2 separate regions of the Pan troglodytes genome follow, and region 1 is linked to region 2. Evidence: chromatin contacts called from public HiChIP or PLAC-seq data. All regions are on one chromosome and are shown on one strand. Each heading gives the region's core, a stretch centred on a gene start, on an enhancer-like site or on the middle of the called end of the contact. The rest is flanking DNA. Distances are from core to core; before and after follow the strand shown.

Evidence for each region. HiChIP or PLAC-seq counts read pairs in DNA pulled down with a chosen protein or histone mark.
Region 1: a contact with region 2 is called in an H3K4me3 HiChIP or PLAC-seq map of stem cell-derived excitatory neurons, with 4 times the contacts expected there. The contact joins the promoter of CRYAA here to the promoter of NDUFV3 in region 2. A contact is called at or near these places in 1 of 7 Hi-C or Micro-C datasets (stem cell-derived neural progenitor cells) and 1 of 1 datasets of contacts at active chromatin or transcription factors (stem cell-derived excitatory neurons).

What each region holds. Positions count from the first base shown.
Region 1 is chr22:43,751,800-43,758,087 of NHGRI_mPanTro3-v2.0_pri, reverse strand. CRYAA (crystallin alpha A) reads right to left here and starts at 3,027. Exons shown (of 7, transcript XM_063803499.1): 1 at 2,714-3,027; 2 at 1,291-1,465. U2AF1 (U2 small nuclear RNA auxiliary factor 1) reads left to right here and starts at 3,111. Exons shown (of 9, transcript XM_063803497.1): 1 at 3,111-3,358.
Region 2 is chr22:43,541,475-43,548,452 of NHGRI_mPanTro3-v2.0_pri, reverse strand. It overlaps NDUFV3 (NADH:ubiquinone oxidoreductase subunit V3), which reads right to left and starts at 2,765. Exons shown (of 3, transcript NM_001071813.1): 1 at 2,718-2,765. The coding sequence starts at 2,765. WDR4 (WD repeat domain 4) reads left to right here and starts at 4,684. Exons shown (of 11, transcript XM_054675082.2): 1 at 4,684-4,704.

The DNA.
Region 1 (6,288 bases), core at 1,778-4,277, 210 kb before region 2:
CCAAGCGCAGTGACTCACGCCTGTAATCCCAGCACTTTGGGAGGCCGAGGCAGGGGGATCACGAGGTCAGGAGTTCAAGATCAGCTTGGCCAAGATGGTGAAACCCCAACTCTACTAAAAATACAAAAAATTAGCAGGGCATGGTGGCAGGCGCCTCTAATCCCAGCTACTTAGGAGGCTGAGGCAGAGAACTGCCTGAACTCAGGAGGCAGAGGTTGCAGTGAGCCAAGATCATGCCACTGCACTCCAGCCTGGGCGACAGAGCGAGACTCTGTCTCAAAAAAAAAAAAAAAAAGAAGAAGAAGAAGAATGTTTAGATTTGTCAGTTGAACCAAGTTTCAGAATATGGCCAGTTTTAAAGATGACACTTTCTCCTTGACCAAATTTCAAATGAGAGAAAAGGCTGCAAACTGTAAAAAGACAAGCAAAACCTCAGACAGAAGTGAAAATCACAAATCTGCAGTCAACAGAATCTCTAGAGAATAAAAATGGAAACTCCTACCTTTCAGTGGAGCTTCAGTTCTAACCCTATCAAATTATTAGTGTGTAAGTCTCAATCTTCGACTAAGCTGGGAGGATTCAGATCCCAAGACTGGCCTTACCAGAGACCCCTACCAGCACCAGTGAGGTCGAGTAAACAACAGTCGTTTGTGCTGGTACCAAGGCTCCAACTATTGATGCCACTACTTAGTGGCAATCCCTGAAGGCCTGCTTCAGGTCCTATCTGGGTTGCCAAAATGTCAACCTCAAATAATGAAATTCAGGAAATATGATTAAGTATAGAGTTTATTTGAGCCCAAAGCTTGAGGATGGCTCCCTGGGCACATGCCCCTAGGTTGCCCTGAACATATGTTCCCATTAGCAGCAGTTACAGTGGGGTTTTAAGGAAAAGGAAGAGGCAGTCCCTAAGTTGTTAGCAAGAATTTGCATTAAAATAACAGAAGGTGCTGATTGGCTATGCATCGTTCTTAGCATCACTAATTCCATGTGAACAAGAAGATAATGGGTGAGGCAGCCTGTCAGGAGAAAAATTCCATCAAACAATTGCCCTGGACAGTTGCTTCTATGGTGGAAGAGGCGCTGAATGAAGTCCCACACTCCGGCCTCTCTGGGCCTGATCATTCTGCACACCTCACAGAGCTCAGACTGCCCTATTTTTCTTTTCTCAGGAAAAATGGGTGGATGGTACTGGTGGCCCTGGTCTGATCATCTACCCTGGTTCTAGTAACCAGATTAATTCCTTGTAATAGAGCTGTGGATTTCAGTTCAGTTCCCACGCACAGACCTTACCTCTGCTTTCTCCGACCACTTCTCCCCCACCCCAGGTACTTCACAGCTGAGAGCCTCTTGCCAGCTTCCAACTCTCCAGCAGTCTTTGTTCCCAGACCGTGTCCTGAGGCTGCACTTTCTGGACATGCCCACCTGCTGGACTGGCATCTGTCTTGTCACTTCTCTGGCCTCACCTCTGCGAAAGGAACACAAAAGTCAGGACCCCAGTTCACTCTGTCAAAAGGAAAAGAATGAGCTGAAAGCTGAGTCATGTAAGCAGCTGCCTTTCCTTTCGTTCCTAAGCAGACGGCTACAGATAGAAGGTTCAACATCCGCTTCTCTTATGTAAAGTGCTGATTTGCTGAGGAGTGAGCTGTACACAGTCGACTGTTCCCGGCCTGCTGCTTTTCTCTTGCAACGTGTGGATTACCACACTGTTCCGCTTTCCCCTCCAGCCCACTTTTCCCCTTTAAATACTGAAGCCCTCAAAGTCATCTTTGGAGAAAAGCACAGACCACAGACTGTTTCTGTGATACCGTGTTTTTTTTCCTCCCAGGCATTGTCCTTAACCTTGGCAAAATAAACTTCTAAACTGATTGAGCCCTGTCTCAAGATACTTTTTGGTTTAAACCTCCGAGGCCCTACTGTTTCTAATACAGGTTTCCAGTTTGCTCATCTTTCCCAGGTAGGAAGATGCTCTGTTGCCAAGAGAAATGCAATTCTAACACGCAAATCCGCCCAAACACTAGAGCTCAGCATTCAGCTCTAGCCGAGCTAAGAGGATCCCATGGTCCTGCCCCACAGTCTGGGGCTCATCTTGTGGAGGAGGTAAGTAAAATAGGCCCTGTCTCTCTGACTTCTACCTAATCAGAGTTGATAGTTGCGTTGGAAATTAGGTAAATCGCAGGTGAGTTGATGAATGTGGGAAACCAGATGAAAATGGCTGCTTGATGGGGTTAAAACGCAGGAGAGAGGAATAGAACCCTTCCCACGGAATGGTTCCAGCCTTGTGACATGAGGAGACTGAAAGGGTATCCCAGAGGCAGGTCACTGGCCTTCCAGCTCCACCTGTGGGTGGCCTTGGCCAGGCAACTGCAAGACTGCAGGGCCCCGGGGAGGTCGCACCTGGCAAGCGCCGAGGGAGGGTAAAGCGGAGAGGGGTGAGAGAAAAGAAAAACAACACAGAGCGTCCGAGCTATGTGAGGCGTGCGAGGTTAATCCGGCCCGGAGAGACAGGTCTATGGGGCTTCAGCGGTCCCCACCCATGCCTGGCAATTGTTTAAAGGCACTATTGCTCCGGACCCGCTGCCTTCACCCATGAACTTCCTTTCCTGGAATTATGATATAAAGAACAACGTACAGCCAATTAATAGCTTGTTATTTTCATGTAAATTCTTGGTGAGCTATTTAAGAACTGCCCCCCTCTTAAGCTTTATAAACCCACTTGTCACTGTTGCAAATCCTATGTTCAGGGCAGCTTGAAGCTATGCTCCCGGGTTGCAATCTTCAAACTTGGCCCAAATAACCTCTCTACTTATATCAAGTTTGCCTCAGCTTTTTTTTTCTTCTAGGTCGACGGTTCCCGCCCCGCAAGGGTGCAGGGAAGGGGACGCCCGCACTTCCTAGTGCTCCCTTAGCTGGGGTCGAGCTGAGCGCCCCCCACCGAGCCCCAGGCGGCTCTGTGGAGAAGCCCCTCGGCCCCGGGTTCGGTCTGCACTGCCAGCCCCCAGTCCCCGGCGCGCAGGATCCAGCAGGGACAGCGCCGGGCGGGCGAGAAGGCGAGAGAGCTAGGGCCGGGCTGGGAAGGCACCGGCAGGGGGCGCGGGTTCCCAGGACCGAAAAGGCGGAGCCTCCCACGCGCACTACGTGCTCCCTACGCGCATGCGTCCCGCCCACGCGCAGGCAGCACCTCGCCTGACTGGGTAGCGCTGCCACGTCGGGGCGGGGAAGAGCGTCGTCGCGTCCGGGTGACGTCTCCCGCGGGCGTCGGCAGGGTCGGCGGCGTCGGCAGCAGTGTCGACGGCAGCGGCGGCGGCGGGTGGGAAATGGCGGAGTATCTGGCCTCCATCTTCGGCACCGAGAAAGACAAGTGAGTGGGAGCCCCCCGCCGGGGGTTGGGCGCGATCGGGGCGCAGGGTGGTTGAGGCGGTGGGAGGGCGACCGGGGAGGCCCAGGCGGGCCGGCGCGGCGGCGGCGGGGGAGGGGCCCGCGGCGGGAAGGAGCGGTGGCCCTTCCGGCCCCTTGCGCGCCCTCCGGAGCCGCCGCCTCGTGGGCCGCGCGGCGGAAAAATGGAGCGGGGAGAATGAATGGGGCCTCTTTTCGGGGCGCCGCGGCCGAGCTTTCTCCGGCCTTGGGGTCTGGACTGGCTGATCGCCCGACGTCCGGGCCTCCGAGTCGCCGGCTCCCGGAAGCCGCCTCGAGCCGCGCTGAAAGTTGCCTGGAGCATCCGGGCCTTTTGGACGTGGACACGTTTGCTCCAACTTTCGGCTGTGAATGTCCTGTCGAGCAAGCTCTGGTACCAGCCTCGCCAGTATTCAGTCGCTTATCTAACTTAGGGTCCTAAGCGTTGGTGTTTTATCCACTTAGCCAGCCTCTTGCCTGTTTAAGCGACCACTGGGCCGGCAGTAAGGAGATATGACAAGAAAAAGTATGGTGGAGACTACTGGATTAACTATCTAACCACAAGAGACGTGATCCGCTCTTAACATACAGGTGCTCCTCGATTTACCATGGGATTGCGTTCCGATAAACCCATCATGAATCGAAAATGCCTTTAATACCCCGATAAACCCATCATCTAAGTTGAAAATTTGTAAGTCGGTGACTGTTCTTGAAGACACAATTCTGATATAAGGAAAAAGATGTTTTGATTTTTTCCTTAAGGTTGCATGCCTTCCCTAATCAATCGTTAGGTTAAAAGCAAAACATTTAATTTCAGCTTTAATTGCCACCTTGGCACGTACTAATTTCCAGTGAGTTGGCTGTAGTTTAGACTAAATGGAATGTTTTCAGACGTTTGAAGGATAATTCTTACTTTGAAAACCTAAAGACTCAGCATCTGGCTTAATCTACTCTTTAGTTATCTTGGCATTCTTCAGTGCCATACAAAGTTAACATGACTTTATGTTTTCAGTGATAAACCCCTAAGTTTGTCATAGATGTTTTTAATGCCACTTTTTTCAAACGCTATTTAAAATGTTTCTCTTTTCCAGGATGGAGTCTATCTTGTAAAATGTCCTCTTCACACATGGTAGAATCTCCTGTGTTGTTTGGATGAGGAGGCTATATTTCTAGCAAAATTTTAAGCCAAAATCTACCAGTTATAGTCACTCCAGAAACATTTAGTGGGGGTCAACTATAGGTCAGTTTCTGGAGACTTAAACATGGGTAAAATTTGGATATTATCCTTAAGGAACTCACGGTATGATCTTGGCGAATGAATAGACCAGCTCTATCGGAACAAGAGGCTCTTCTGAGTTTAGGGTGAAGAACTAACACATGTAGGATCGGGGCATCATTAATTTCGCCTTTTCATATTTGCATGTGGCATGACTTCTGTCTTGTAAAAGTCTATCTCCCTATATTTCTGCTATAAGCAACCACATTTCAATCTATTGGGCTATACTATAAAGGTCATGGTTTTAATTCAGGAAAGTTGATTATTTAATCTAGGTTACTTGTGTTTTCTTTTCAGGGAGACGTGGGGTTTTAGCTTCCAGGAAACAGGATCAACTCCTAAAAAATGAAGCGGATGGTTCATATTAACTTTAATTATTATTTAAGCTAAGAATAAAATATAGATCTCTACCAATTAAAAAATGTTTAGCTTATTATATGTTTGAAGTTATAGATGTTTTCTAGATTCAGGGATATCCTAATAGCTTGTCTGTGGTTTAATTGTGTGGAATAATTGGATATTAATTGTTGAGGCCCAGGGCTTGCCCATTCTGAGGTAGTTTTTAAATAAGCTTTCTTTATTTTTAGATGACTTCCTAAAGATATGCTATTGTCTAATCAAGTTAAATAATCTCAAGACCTGTAAGTTTGCAAATATATAGTCACTTTCCTCTCCTGATAAATTTGGACTTTCCCGTCTTTATTGCTACCTGATAATAAATCAGTGGCTAGTCAGTCTTCATGGTCCATCAGATTTCACTGAGGTTGAGGCCCTTCAATCTTAACTCTGGATTGACTGTTTAAAACATAATGGCACTTGGTTAAAAAAAAAAAATTGAATTTTGAACAAAGTCTGTCCGGTAAGATGTCCTAATTCATCAGAGATCGGCTTCCCTCCCTGACATTGCTGGCACACAGGCATGATTGCTGGTTCCATTGGATATGGATCTGGATTGTCAGCGTATTTGAACAGTATTAAGGGAGGGTTTTGCAGTAGAGACAGAAGGTGACGTAAGGTGGTTCCTAAGGTGGGTTCGGTCAGTCCCCTAATAGTTTGTTTTCAGTGTATTGAGACCAGGAGAATTGATTTACTTCAGACCTATTTTTTGAAACTCCCTGTTGGTCTGGTGTCAGGCGTTTAGAGAGACTCTGAACTTCGTTTTCTGTTTTCCTTAGATAATGATAGCACTTCATGAGCACCATATGTGAAGCACACATACGTTCTGTCTGACTCTCAGAACAGTGCCACATTGGCATTGTCATCATTTACAGATGACATCTGAGAGCTAGGGTGACTTGCCCAAGCCCAAGCAGCTGGTAGCAGAGTTGGGATCTTAACCCTCACCACACCGGTGTTTTCAAGAGAGAACTTGGTCGTGGAGAACTGGAGAACAGATACTGCCTAAGTTACATTTAGTTTTAGACTAATTTAATACTCCATTTAAGAAACAAACAGAACAGCTGTGCAGTTGGGAAAGTGGAGGGGATTTGAATGAGGAGGAGGCGGGTTAGAGTTAGAACCGTCTTTGCTGAACAAGTAGTGTGTTTGCAGAAAGGGAAGTTGAAGTTACGTTGTCCTAAAATACAGCAAGGAAGAGGAGGTGCTTAATATCACGGAAAAAA
Region 2 (6,978 bases), core at 1,516-4,015:
CCTGAGCGACAGAGCAAGACTCTGTCTCAAAAAAAAAAAAAAAAATTTAGCCAGGCACAGTGGTGCATGCCTGTAGTTCCAGGTACTGCAGAGGCTGAGGCAGGAGAATTGCTTAGACTCAGGAGGTGGAGGTTGCAGTGAGCTGAGATCGCGCCACTGCACTCCAGCCTGGGCAACAGAGTGAGACTGTCTCAGAAAAAAAAAAAAAAACAACCAAAGTGCTGGGATTGTGTGCATGTAGGTACCATGCATATGAATATTACATATTACCACTACATGTAAGTGCAAAACATTCACATGGTATATACTTCTAATGGTTATTACAGTTTTCATAATGTATGTATATTATGGACATTTTTTAAAATACAAAAAGGCTGCAAGAAGAAAACACCCGAGTTCAAGGACAATCACTATTAATATTTGGTTTAATAAAACTTCAACCAGACGTTCTCCAGTGTATTTTTTTTTGTCGTCTCCAATTATTTATTAACCTACAAAATACTACGTTTCTTCTTTTTTCTTTCTTTTTTTTTTTTTTGGAGACAGGGTCTCACTCTGACTCCCAGGCTGGAGTGCAGTGGCTCAATCTTGGCTCACTGCAACCTCCGCCTCCTGGGTTCCAGCGATTCTCTTGCCTCAGCCTCCCAAGTAGCTGGAATTACAGGTGTGCACCACCACACCTGGCTAATGTTTTTGTATTTTGTTTTTTGAGACGGAGTCTTGCTCTGTCACCCTGGCTGGAGCACGGTGGCGCAACCTCGGCTCACTACAATCTCCGCCTCGTGGGTTCAAGCGATTCTCCTGTCTCAGCCACCCAAGTAGCTGGGATTACAGGCACGCACCACCATGCCTGGACAAGTTTTTGTATTTAGTAGAGACGGGGTTTCACCATGTTGATCAGGTTGGTCTCGAATCCTGGCCTCAGGTGATCCACCCACCTCGGCTTCTCAAAGTACTGGGATTACAGGTGTGAGCTACCGCGCCTGGCTCTTTTTGTATTTTTAGTAGAGACGGGGTTTCACCATGTTGGTCTCGAATGCCTGACCTCAAATGATCCGCCTGTCTTGGCCTCCCAAAGTGCTGGGATTACAGGCGTGAGCCATCTGCCAGGCCCTATGTTTCTTTCTGTAAAATGTTTTCTTATCCTTAGAAAATAGAGTAGAAGAAATACTATCTGGCCACTAAAATGATGTAGGTATATAAAAACTGCTTCAAAAGTGTCTATAATATAAATGTGATATTTTATATTATGCCAACTCACTCAGCATATACTCACTAAGGCCTATTAAGTGCTAGACAGTACAATGTTCTAGATGCTGGATACGGAACAGAGGTGCCTGTATGTGCACATATAAACATGAAAACGTGTATGTTCATGATTGTAAGCATGAGTACATGTGCTTATGTGAACATATAAAAGTTGATAGAAATCGTTAGGAACTAGATGCTTGAAGGAGTAATGGTAGACTGTCAATGAATTTCCCTATCTGTACTTTTAAATTATTCTGCAGGCTGAGGCACGAGAGTCGCTTAATCCCAGGGGGCAGAAGTTGCAGGGAGTTGAGATGGTGCCATTGCACTCCAGCCTGGGCCTGGGCGACAGAGTGAGGCTCTGTCTCAAAAAAATATATATATATAAAATATATATTATATATTATATATAAATATATATAATATATAAATATATAAATATATAATATATTTATATATAATATATAAATATATAATACATATTTATATATTATATATTACATATAATATATATTATATGTAATATATAATATATAATATATATTTATATATATATACACACACACATATATATTCTGCAGGGAATAGTTACTGCTTTTGTAATAACAGCCATTTTAAAATTTGTAAGAGAGTGAAGTGGCCTTAGCCTTATTTTATTTATTTATTTATTCTGTCCCCCAGGCTGGAGTGCAGTGGTATGATCTCGGCTCACTGCAACCTCCGCGTCCCGGGTTCATGGGATCCTCCCACCTCAGCCTCCCGAGTAGCTGGGATTACAGGAATGCACCACCACGCCAGACTAATTTTTTGTATTTTTTAGAGACAGGGTTTCGACATGTTGGCCAGGCTAGTCTCGAACTCCTGAACTCAAGCGATCCGCCTGGCTCGGCCTTCCAAAGTACTGGGATTACAGGCAAAATCCCAAAGTGCCCGCGCCCGGCCTTGGCCTTAGCTTTTTATTTGCAGAAAAGAAAGCCCTTCTTCCCCTTTTCACACGTCAGGTCATGTCAGCTGGCTTCTCAACGGCTGTAAGTTACCAAGTTAACCAGGTCCCTGAAAGTTCCCTCATTTCCTCTCTTGGCTAAATGGAGAAGTCACTGTCCTTCAGAGAAGCCGTGCGGGAGCCGCACAGCGGCTGACCCCAGCGGCGCGGCAGCATCACCTGGGAACGTCCACCCGTGTCTGCCGCCAGGAGCGCCCGTCGGCACGGGGCACGCCAGCCTCGGCCTGGGCCTCGGGCAGCGGCGGCGGCGGACCGGCTCGGGGGAACCGCGGGACGCTCGCTGGCCACACCCGGCCTGGCCCCGTGGCCGTCAGTCCTGGGCCCAGGGAGCGGGGTCAGCGGCCCAACTAGGACGGCTAGAGGTCGCGGACAGGCCCGGACCTGACCAGCACCGCGCCCCCTCACCCCATCCCCTACGTAGGCTCCGGGCCGCGCAGCCAGCCCAGGCCGGCTCCTCCTTTACCTTCAGCGCCCCGGCTCGTCCTTGCCGCAGCAAACACGGGGCAGCCATGGCGGTGACAGCGGGTGCACCAGGCAGGGCCACGGCAGCTGCGCGCGCACCCGCGCCTGAACACCCGCCCCTTGGACCGAGTGCGCCAATTACAGGCGAGCTGGGGGCGGAGCAGAGGCCGTGGGTCTGCGCGCGCATCCCCAGTAGGGCTAAGTGCTTCCCTTGGGGCCACGCCCCGGATCAGGACCACCAATCACAGGCAGCAGCGTGAAGGGCCCGTCACCGGCTGGTGCCGATCCCTGTGCCCTGCGGGCGCCTGGGCGCTGTGGCGGGGGCGCGGCGGAGACCTGCGGGGGCTGCTGGGCACCCGTCTCAGGCGTCTGCGCTGGGCCGGCCTGAATGTCCACCCGAACGCTTCGCACTTCTTTGCCCTTGTCCTCGCAGCCTTAAATCTGCGACCTTCCCTGGGGGCACAGTCTGGTCCTACTTGATTGATAGTTCTGTGTTTTGAGAGGTTTAAAGCTCTTCGGCTCGCGACCTCGGCGCCCACACCACGCGCCCAGCTCCCTCACCCTCTGTCGGCAACGCGGCCACCACTGCTCACTGCCCCTCCTGCATGGCCCCTGCCAACGCTAATACCAGAGTTAGGCCGATTGGAAATGGAAGCTTTGTTTCACCTGTTTATTTAGCAAAGAGTTCGCCCCCAACGTTAGTCGTAATTGTGGAGTCGGTGTAATTAGTTATTAGCTTCTTTCTCTGCCTCTTGAGTTCTCTGCCTTCCGCCGCGTGCCCAGAGCCCCATTCGCATTTCATCGGAGATGGACGTGCCCACACCTTCAGCTTCCACAGGGGAAGAGGCCCTGCCACAGTCATTTAAATGGATTGTGTAGGGATTCCTGACTCACAGCTAGCGATTCATTGAGGTGGCAAGATAAACTGGCGGAATGAGGCCTTTATCAAAGGCCTTTATCAAAGAGGAGTCTGCAATCAAGTAAATGCAAGGGCATCTGCCACCATCCACCCTGGGAGGCAAAGAGAATAACCTTAGATCTTAGGATAATCATGAGAAGGGATCCTTTGTCCCTAAAGGGAGAAGGAAAAAAAATGCCAAAAGATTTTTTTTTGTTTAAATTTTTTTTTTTTGAGACGGAGTCTTGCTCTGTCGCCCAGGCTGGAGTGCAGTGGCGCCATCTTGGCTCATTGCAAGCTCCGCCTCCCGGGTTCACGCCATTCTCTTGCCTCAGCCTCCCGAGTAGCTGGGACTACAGGCACCCACCACCACGCCCGGCTAATTTTTTGTAATTTTTAGTAGAGACAGGGTTTCACCGTGTTAGCCAGGATGGTCTCCATCTCCTGACCTCGTGATCCACCCGTCTCGGCCTCCCAAAGTCCTGGGATTACAGGTGTGAGCCACCGTGCCTGGCCTAAATTTTTTTTTTTGAGACAGAGTCTTGCTCTGTTGCCCAGGCTGGAGTACAGTGGCACAATCTAGGCTCACTGCAAGCTCCACTTCCTAGGTTCAAGCGACTCTCCTACCTCAGCCTCCTGAGTAGCTGGGACAACAGGCATGAGCCACCACGTCCGGCTAATTTTTGTATTTTTAGTAGCGACGGGGTTTCACCATGTTGGCCAGACTGGTCTCGAACTCCTGACCTCAAGTGATCGCCCGCCTCGGCCTCCCAAAGTGCTGGGGTTACAGGCGTGAGCCACTACACCCGGCCAGATTTTTTTTTCTTCACCACTAGGCTAATTCTGTTGTGTCCAGGGAAAAGGTCATGCTCACCCTTGTGAGATGTGCTTAATAATTCACAGGTTAGTAACAAATTTGGGGATCCTGATCTGGAATTGGAAGATCCACGTCACCCTCCTTCATGGACCTGGAGCTCCCCACTTCCACACCACCACCAGCGGGCACATGCAGCAGATGTTGACATCTTGCTGGAGTTGCAACACTCAAGAAGAAACAGAAAAGACCTCCTCTGGCGTGGTCACCGGCCAGGTTGGTAAAGGTAGGGTACCTATGGTTGAGGGGGCATGAACCATCTTGATTTTTTTTTTTTTTTTGAGACAGAATCTCACTCTGTTGCCCAGGCTAGGGTGCAGTGGCGCAGGGGCAATCTCGGCTCACTGCAACTTCCGCCTCCTGGGTTCAAGTGATTCTCTTGCCTCAGCCTCCCCAGTAGCTGGGATTACAGGCGCCGCCACCATGCCCATCTAATTTTTGTATTTTTAGTAGAGATAGTGTTTCACCATGTTGGTCAGGCTGGTTTGTAACTCTTGACCTCAAGTGATCTGCCTGCATCGGCCTCCCAAAGTGCTGGGATTACAGCCATGAGCCACTATGCTTAGCCATGTTGATGGTTTTTGAAGGAAGTGATTAGGGCCTCGAAAGGTAACTAGGGCAACAATGTGTGAGGCCAGTGCCTAAGACTAGAGGGAGCAGGAAGGTTGGGAAGCCCATGCAGCCTGGTTGGGAGGTAACTGTGGCCTAAACTGTGTTTGGCCAAAGAGAAAGGACAGGGCCAAGTGCAAGAAGCAAATATAAGGTGCTGCATTGAAATAAAGCAGAGGCCAGACAAATACATTATTGTATTTTCCAATCAGCTAGAAAATAGTAGACTAGACTTTTCCGACAGCAGAGGCTGTTCCTCCAGTTAACTCTCTGCCCAGAGTCTTTCTGTGGGCACCATCAACTCTGCCTGTAGCTCTAGCAAGTAGTACCCAGCATTTTAACACAAAACCTTAAAAGTGTATGTTTGTTTATATTCCTTTCTTTGTAGATCACACAAAGTTCTACCTGAACTACTAGAGGCTCCCCCTTGTGTCTCCCAAGGGTCAGTGAAACTTCTTTTTTTTGAGACGGAGTCTCGCTCTGCTGCCCAGGCTGGAGTGCAGTGGCACAATCTCGGCTCACTGAAACCTCCGCCTCCTGGGTTCAGGAGATTCTTCTGATTCAACCTCCTGAGTAGCTGGGATTACAGGCCTGTGCCACCATGCCCAGCTAATTTTTTTGTATTTTTAGTAGAGACAGGGTTTCACCATGTTGGTCAAGCTGGTCTCGAACTCTTGACCTTGTGATCCCCCACCTCGGCCTCCTAAAGTGCTGGGATTTACAGTCGTGAGCCACCGTGCCTGGCCGAACTTCTTTTTAGGATAACTGGATTACAAGAGGATCACTTGGATCCATACTCTGAACATTTAACTCCAAGGTGTTTGGGCCAAAGAGGAAAATAAAAATACTCAAATATCACACCATTCGCATGCATGCCTCAGCTCTGTATTCTGGTATATATAATATATATATTTTTTTCTTTTAGGTTCTTACTCTGTCACCCAGGCTGGAGTGCAGTGGCTTGGTTATAGCTCACTACAGTTTCAAACTCCAGGGCTCAAGCAATCTTCCCACCTCGGCCTCCTAAAGCACTAGGTTACAGGCACAAGCCATTGCACATGGGCCTAAAATTGTGTCTTAAAACACAAGTAATAAGTTCTATTTCTGGCAATATTTGGTCACTAGATATTATGGAAAACTGGCCGGGAGCTGTGAACCCAGGAGGCCGAGGTTGCAGTGAGCTGAGATGGTGCCAATGCACTCCAGACTGGGCAGCAGAACGAAACTCCTTCTCAAATTAAAAAGAAAAAAAGTTATGGAAAACCCTTGGGCTCCAAATCATGTAGTAATTCTGGGTAAAAGGTTACAGGCATAATTTCAAATGACCATATAATCAAGTAAAGGATATCTCTAGGGATCCAAAAAAACAGAGAAGTAGCAAGAAATCACAGGCAGCAGTGCCACCCTGGAAGCATGCACTGGTCTCAGCAGCCAGAGCTCTGGTGTAACAGACTTCAGAGAACATGAGACCTTGGGGCTAGAACACTTGGGAGTGGGCTGGAAACCGCCAGAGGAAGTCGCCACCCTTGCAGGGCTACATGTCAGTGATGGGTGACCCTGGGCAAAGCAATCTGCTAGCAAGGAAATGTGTAGAGCCAGCCTGGGTTTTGAGTGGGGAAAAATGTCTCAAGGCCTATTCTTACTTAAGTTTGAAGTTAAAAAACACATATACTTCCTGTGTTTCAGGACATCTCAACTTTTAAAAAACCAAAAATTGGCCAGGCGCAGTGCCTCAAGTCTGTAATCGCAGCACTTTGGGAGGCCGAGGTGGGCGGATCTTCTGAGGTCAGGAGTTTGAGACCAGTCTGGCCAACATGGTGAAACCCCTTCTCTACTAAAAATACAAAAATTAGCTGGGCATGGTGGCATATACCTGTAATC